2 separate regions of the Mus musculus genome follow, and region 2 is linked to region 1. The links are chromatin contacts, called in public Hi-C maps. All regions are on one chromosome and are shown on one strand. The core of a region is the stretch at or near the end of the contact, and the rest is flanking DNA. Distances in the headings are between cores, read along the strand shown.

Region 1 (3,479 bases), core at 356-2,855:
AAGGAATGAACAAAGACAGGAGGGAGCCTTTAGAGCTTCCTACCTCACACACAGAGCCAGAGCCTCCAAGACCCCTCCCTCCCTCTCCTTGTAGTCAAACGCAATTATACCTGCATACCACACAGTTCAGAAGCTCCAGAGAGCTGAAGAACTGAATACAAGCCCTGGCCACCACCCCTTCCTGCCCAGCATAGCCTCCTCTCCATGCCTAACAACTCACAGTCCTGCCAACTCAGACCTTCTCTTCCTGACTCTGTATTTTCTTGGAATGGGCCCAGAGCAGAGCAGACCCTATACCTCTTGGGGGCAATTAATCAGACAGGAGTCAGGATGACCCATGATTCCTCCTCCCAGTCTATGTCCTCATCTGTAAAAGAGGAATACTAAGGCCAGACTTAATGTTGCTCAATAGTAAGTCCAGCTCCTGGGATGCTGGAACAAGAAGACTGCTTGGAGCTACAAAACAGCCGAAAGTGGGAGGAGGGGTAGTTTATGGGTACAGATCCATAAACAGCCAAATACAATGGTCCATACCTAATAATCCCTGTGCTGGGGAGCCTAAGGCACAAGTTGAAAACAGCAGTCCAGCCTGTGTTATATAGTAAGTCCCTGTCTCAAAAAAAGGGGAACTAGTGCCTGCCTTTAATCCCAGTACTTGGGAGGTGGATCTCTAGGAGTTCAAGCCCAGCCTAGTCTATATAGCAAGTTGCAGACAGCCAGAGCTATAAAGTGAGACCCTGTTTGGAAAAAAAAAAAAAAAATCAAAACATAATAAAAACCTAAAAACAGAAACAAAAACAAACAAACCAAAAAAACCTTGAAACAGTTAAGACCTATTCTCATACAGAGTGGATGGTCAGTAGTGGCCAGTGGTCACAATCGGGCCTCCTCGTCCTGCCCGGGACAGGTTCCTGGCCAAGATTGGGGTTCACAGGGGAAATACACTCCAGGGCTCTTCCTTCCATTCTCTGAGGCAGGAATACAAGGAAAAACTGAAGCTCTGGGTGCTGAAAGAACAGCCACAGAACTGCAGCCTCAGGGCTGAAGGTTTCGGGAAGGCATACCTGCTGCAAGAAGGTACCGGGTGACCAGCCCTGCGTGGTGAGAGGTCAAAATCAGAAACAAAAGCCTTCCAGCCCACATTGAGCTGAAGGACGGCTTGGAGGTGACTTAGGGACAGCGCAGGAATAAGGGAGGAAGCTGAGCAGAACACAGGAGAAGGCACCCATGTGGCGGTCCCCTCTGCACGCACAGAGGGCCGATTCTCTCCACTCTACCCACGCTAAAGCCAAACACGCGTGCTGGGGGAGTGTCAACGACCGATGGGCGGCGCAGCCAATAGTGAGGCGATGCCAGCGCGTGGAGGCGGGATCAAAAGCGGTGTAGAAACGGGGGTTCACTCACCGGAGACTTGGACCCGGGTATGGGCCGGAGCCGGAGCGGCCTCTAGGCCTGTTCTGAGACCAAAGAGGAGCCGCAGCACCAGGCCCAGGGCCACTGCCCGCCCAGCTCCGCCCCGCGCCATCCAACAGCTAGCCGAACTGCTCCGCTCCAGCCGCAGCCGCTCAGTCAGAAGGACGCGCTGATTCTCGCGCACGCGCACACAAAGGCAGGGGGGAGTGGCGCAAGCAAGCCTGCGACCGTAAGTACCCGAATACAAGGGTACTTTGATTTTAGGGCTCCTCCTGGCTTCTTCCTAGCAGTAAAACCTAATGTGTTTGGTGACCTAGGCCTGTAACTCCCAGATATTCTACAGGCTGAGGAAGAACAAAGCCAACCTAGGCTATTAAAGGAGACCCTACCTCAGAATAAAAAACAGGAATTCGGGGAGTAGTTCAGTAGTAGAGCACTTGCCTAGTAGTATTCAGGAGGCTCTAGGTTTAATCCCCAGTTCCATGAAAATAACCACATTAACTTGAAATAATAAACTTCTGCTGAACAGTGGTGGTGTACGCCTTAAATCCCAGCACTTGGGAGGCAAAGACAGGCAGATTTCTGAGTTCCAGGCCAGCCTGGTCTACCGAGTAAGTTCCAGGACACCGGGGGCTACAAAGAGAAACCCTGTCTCAAAAAACCAAAAATAAAAATAAACCTTCTAGGGATATAAATGAACTTAGCAATTTTGACCTAAACTTCACATGTAGCCTACTGCAAATATCACTGCCCAATGGTCCCAATGAATATGGCAGCCACACCCTGTGAACACTCCCCAGCAGGTCCCTCCTTTGTGCCACCTAAGGATTTTACTTATTTTAGCTTTATTGTCTTGATTGCCCCCTAGAATGCCAGCTGCAGGCGAACCAGGATGTTGGTTTCCTTTGATGAATGGCGAAAATAGTGAGGGAATGATGGAATGATCAAATGAGTGAACAGTTACTGGCTTCGAACCTGGACTGACCATCTCCTTGGTTCCCATCCCAACCTCATTAACTTCTAGTTCTCACACACTTGAGAAACATTTATTCTAACATGGGCCTGGTAGATTGATACTACAATTGTATTAATTGTAATTGATACAGATTGGCAGCCTTGGGTTTTCTCATCCCACTTCCACAGTTGAATGCATTGAGTCAGCTTATCCAATGTGGCTAGTGATGTTGTGGTTTCTGCTGGTCTGAGGTAACCCAAGCTGGCCTGAAACTAGTGATCCTCTCTCTTGCTTTGGCCTCCGAAGTATTGGGGATATAGTCATGTACCAGCTTAGTGTTTTATTCTTCACATTACGTTTTCCATAGCTCTACCTTAAGATTCCACGACACTGGCCGGGCGTGGAGGCGCATGCCTTTAATCCCAGCACTCGGGAGGCAGAGGCAGGTGGATTTCTGAGTTCAAGGCCAGCCTGGTCTACAAAGTGAGTTCCAGGACAGCAGGGCTACACAGAGAAACCCTGTCTCGAAAAACCAAAAAGAAAAAAAAAAAAAAAAAAAAAAAAAGAATCTATGACACTACCTCCCAACAAGGCTGGAAGGCAAGTCACTAACCTTCAAATGGCTAAGTTTCCCAGAATGTAGACCAGAAGGCTACATAGAAGTCCAGACTTTCACACAAATGGTGCTGCTTGTGGATGGATGGCCTCTCTACCACCGTAAATGTTAGAGGTTATGACTACTTTTGGAGTGTACTGTGTAAGCCTCACCAATTTCTGGAGAAGGCAATGGTATTCAGGCAGAGAGGGATGCAGACAGAGGTAAGTAAGACAGCCCAGGGGAGGGTGGGGATCATCCTACATTTTTTTTTCCTCTTTTTTTTTTTTTATTATGTATTTTCCTCAATTACATTTCCAATGCTATCCCAAAAGTCCCCCCCTCCCCCCACCCATTCCCATTTTTTTTTTAAATTAGGTATTTTCCTCGTTTACATTTTCAATGCTATCCCAAAGGTCCCCCATACCCACCCCCCAGATCATCCTACTTTTGAGGATCAGGATCTTGGTAGGGTGCTACCTGCCCCTGGGACACGGCCATCAGGCATAGGCCTCC
Region 2 (3,684 bases), core at 675-3,174, 97 kb after region 1:
TTCGGCATTTATTTTGGCTGTCAGCTTAAGGTACTAGAAGCAGCTGGTCATGCCATCACAGTCAGGAGACTGGGGATCCATGCAAGCTACCACTTCGCTCCCTTTCTCCACTAAACAGCTGAGCATCCCCTGCAGGGAATGGCTCTGCCCACGTCAATTAATGTCATCAAGATCCTCCCCGACGGGCGTGCTCAGAGGCCCTTCTCCCAAGTGATTCTAGGCTCTGTCGAGTTGGAGATTAGGAATCATCTAGCCAATACCCTGCAGAAAGGTAAATTGCCTTCCCTAGGGTACACAGCTTGCTCACGACATCCTCCCTGTTGCAGAAATCTACCGTATTGTGTCACAGAAGCAAATCGCTGACCGTGCAGCCCACGATGAGTCCCCTGGCAACAACGTGGTGGACATCAGTGTGCCACCCACCACCGATGGACAGAGACCCAACAAGCTGCAGTGCTGCCAGAGCCTGTGACTGCCCTGCACTTTCTTTTTCTTTTGGTTTTGGTTTGTTTTGTTTTGTTTTTCTTGGTTTTTTTTGGTTTTTCGAGACAGGGTTTCTCTGTGTAGCCCTGGCAGTCCTGGGACTCACTCTGTCAACCAGGCTGGCCTCGAACTCAGAAATCCACCTGCCTCTGCCTCCCAAGTGCTGGGATTAAAGGCGTGCGCCACCACTGCCCGGCTTGCCCTGCACTTTGACCCAGCGTGCGTGCACGTCCTCGATCCTTGGCCAGCCCTTCACCAGTGTCCTCCCGGCCCCTCCCTTGTCCCTCTAGGACAGGCTGCTCCCACCCTCCAAGTGAGCTCCGCCTGCCAGCCCAATGGCCCAGGAAGAGCAGGAGTCCAGTGGCCTCTCCTGTCCTGCCTGCTCAAGAGAAGCTAAAAGCCCCTTGCTTATGTACCTGCTCTTGGATATTGTGGGCATCTTGACAGGATAGGGAGGTTGGTAGGATGGACAAGGCCAGCCAGAGGTGAGGAAGATGAGTGGAAGGAACCTGCTTCTCCTGTTTTCCAGACTTCAGAGATCGAAACCGCCTTTCCTCTCTGGCCAGTTGACCAGCTGGCCCTGTATCCTCATCCCAAACTCTCTCTGAGCTGATACCCGAAGAGCCAGGCATCAGAGGCTGAGCAGGTGGACATTCTGGGCTCTGCCTCCTGCCTACACCACCATAGCCAGTGCCAGCACGGCCTCCAGCATTCCCAGGCCTGCGCACTCCTGCTCCTGCCTGTAGATTTATGCTGGGAGAAGACACCCTTGCCCCTCTCCCTCCTCCTCTGCACGCAGCGCTCTCCTCTGCCCATCCCCACTTCTCTGTCTCGTCTCCGTGTCTGGTCAGGAACCTGTCTGCAAGTGAAGCAATATCTTCGTGTTTTGTATATACAACTGCTCTTGTAGCCTTTGGTTTTTGTTATTGTAGAGAACAGATTCTTTATACACTTTGTAAAATTTACGCCAAACCCCAGCTCTCGAACTCTTATTCTCCCTGTAGCCCTTGCACTGTTGCCCGTTACTAAAATGTATAAGCCACTTCTGTACAGAAACCTACCACTCAGCTTCTGTCTTCTTTCTCTCCACCAAATGATGCACCTGAACCAGGGCCCTTTTACGTGTCCCCAATAGTAGGTTAGCGTAGTACCTGCTGAAGACAGTGGGCAGACATGCTGATCTTGCACAGTAGGCTGTGAGATAAGGATCTTGGGCTCCAAGGAGGGGAGAGTGAGTCCTCTGCAAGTGGCTCCTGTAGTATGGAGGAAGGAAATGATGGTGACCTGAAGTGGCAGCCTTCACTTGGAACAGTTTAAGGAGAAGTTGTACCAGCCTTTCCCAAATCGTTTGTATCTAGGATTGACAGGCCTAGGATGCCCCCTGGTGTGAATGGGAAGCATGAGCATGCTTGCCACTTCCATCTGCTGCCAACAATGGACTCCTTATCTGGAGTCCTGGCAAGGAAGGTGTGCTTGATAACAGTGGGTGATGTCAGCTCTACCATGGCTGTCTTTACTCAAGAATGACACTTGATGGGGACAGTAGAGGGCAACAGTGACTACAAGGTGAGCAGCTCTTGATCTTCACTGGCGCTTCCCAGAACCCATTGCCCTTGTTCCTGTACCCAAAGCAGATAGTAAGTAACGAGATGTGTTCTTCTCCACCCCTGAAGGAAATCTTACAATCCAAATACAGCCAGCTATTCTAGAAACCCTCATCTCTAAATGAAGAGAACCTGGGGGTGTCCTGCCTCCTGATTCTGGAATGAATGTAGCCTCCTTGTGTGTGTTGGAAGAGGGAAGTGGTCAATCCCAGATACATCTCTCAGATCCAAGCTGGGCACAGTGGCTCAGACTTGTTACCTCATACTTTGGAGGTGGTGACAGGAGATCAGGAGTTCAAGGCCAGCCTCAGCTACATAAGACCCTGTCTAAGAAAATAAAATTTAAATTAAAAAAAAAAAAAAAGGAAAAACTAAAGACCCCAAAGAAGTTGGGGTGGATTTTATGGGCATCTCACAATCCAGAAGTTACCCTTGGCCAAAGCTATGATGGAAGGTGGACTGTCTAGCAGACATAAGCAGGAGGTAGCATAGGTCTAAGACTCAGCTCGCAGGAACTGCCAATGGAGTTGACGTACTGGAAGAACCAACTCCAAGTTGTCTTCTGATTTCCACATGACACTAAATATTTTTACAAAACAAATGTCACTGGGTGGGGGCAAAGGCTCTAGGTAAAAGTGCTGCATGAGTACAGCTCCCAGAACTCACAAAGTTGGACTCAATGTAAACACCTGTAATGTCAACAATCCTTCGGGGAAATGAGAGGCAGAGCCAGGGTATTCAGAAGCTCGTGGACTAGCTTCTGTAGAGGTAAAACAAGAAAGACCCTGTCTCAAACCATGTGAAAGATGAGGACTCCCTATAAAGTTGTCCTCCCACCTGGACCCTTAGGAGAGACTATTTGCACACACAAATGTGCACATAGCCACATGCAATGTGCACACACAAATGTATCCACATAGAGTATACACTGATGCTCTCACAGTGTACACACGTAAGTAGATATGCAATGTCCATGCAACACATTATATGCTTTGGTTGTAAGAAATGGAAAAATCAAGGAGAACTGATCTGGAAGCTTCCTGCCTAGCTTTCATAGTGCCAGAAGCTGTGTAGCAGCTAGAGGAGAACTGTCTTTGACAGCTCTGCCTGTAGACCCTGCTACAGTACTAACATGTTAGGCAAGATATGCCTGCTGGTGCCATAGTGGCATGACTTACGAGTAGCAGTTCCTTTCTGATTAAATCTAAAGCCCATTCCACAGAAGTGAGTTCACATTTGGTACCGTGAGCCTAGTCAAAAGCTTGCAGCTAGGGATGTTGTAGGCTCTTACAGGATGCACATGCCTGCACTCACCTATACTAGCATTGTCTTTCACAACAAAAATAAAATTAGTGCATAAGCAACTCATTTTATTGTTTGGTCAAGCTTTTAGCTGCTGTGTCCAGGTAGGGACTAGACTAGAACTAGAGGCAGAATATCCAGGGCTAAGTCTAAGCCAAACAAACTTTTATTATAGAATCGTTGGGTTTGTAACTGTCATAGTGTAGCAAGGGACTGGAGAAAACACTACAAAGACCAACACATGAAAGACAAAAACACAAAACTACTGAAAACCCTTCCCCACATGCAACAAACG

Evidence for each region. Hi-C and Micro-C count contacts between places; a contact is called where the count stands out from the background.
Region 2: a Hi-C map of bone marrow-derived macrophages shows a contact between it and region 1, with 37 read pairs. The contact joins the enhancer-like site here to the promoter of Cd320 in region 1. A contact is called at or near these places in 9 of 39 promoter capture datasets (the C10 cell line, the HPC-7 cell line, HPC-7-derived erythroid cells and 5 more), 1 of 15 datasets of contacts at CTCF or cohesin (large pre-B cells), 2 of 484 Hi-C or Micro-C datasets (the C10 cell line and bone marrow-derived macrophages), 3 of 115 datasets of contacts at active chromatin or transcription factors (the HPC-7 cell line, the NIH/3T3 cell line and embryonic stem cells) and 3 of 9 other capture datasets (adipose tissue, liver and pancreatic islet).

The regions. Positions count from the first base shown.
Region 1 is chr17:33,841,217-33,844,695 of GRCm38.p6, reverse strand. It overlaps Cd320 (CD320 antigen), which reads right to left and starts at 1,605. Exons shown (of 5, transcript NM_019421.3): 1 at 1,405-1,605. The coding sequence starts at 1,525.
Region 2 is chr17:33,744,456-33,748,139 of GRCm38.p6, reverse strand. It overlaps Rab11b (RAB11B, member RAS oncogene family), which reads left to right. Exons shown (of 5, transcript NM_008997.3): 5 at 327-3,684. The coding sequence ends at 472. Among named protein-coding and RNA genes, the nearest start is that of Gm17251, 14 kb to the left of the region's middle. Within about 2 kb of position 1,924, at least 26 of the 459 cell types and tissues checked have an H3K27ac peak or open chromatin away from gene starts, as enhancers often do. A contact at or near this core is called in bone marrow-derived macrophages, where this site is marked.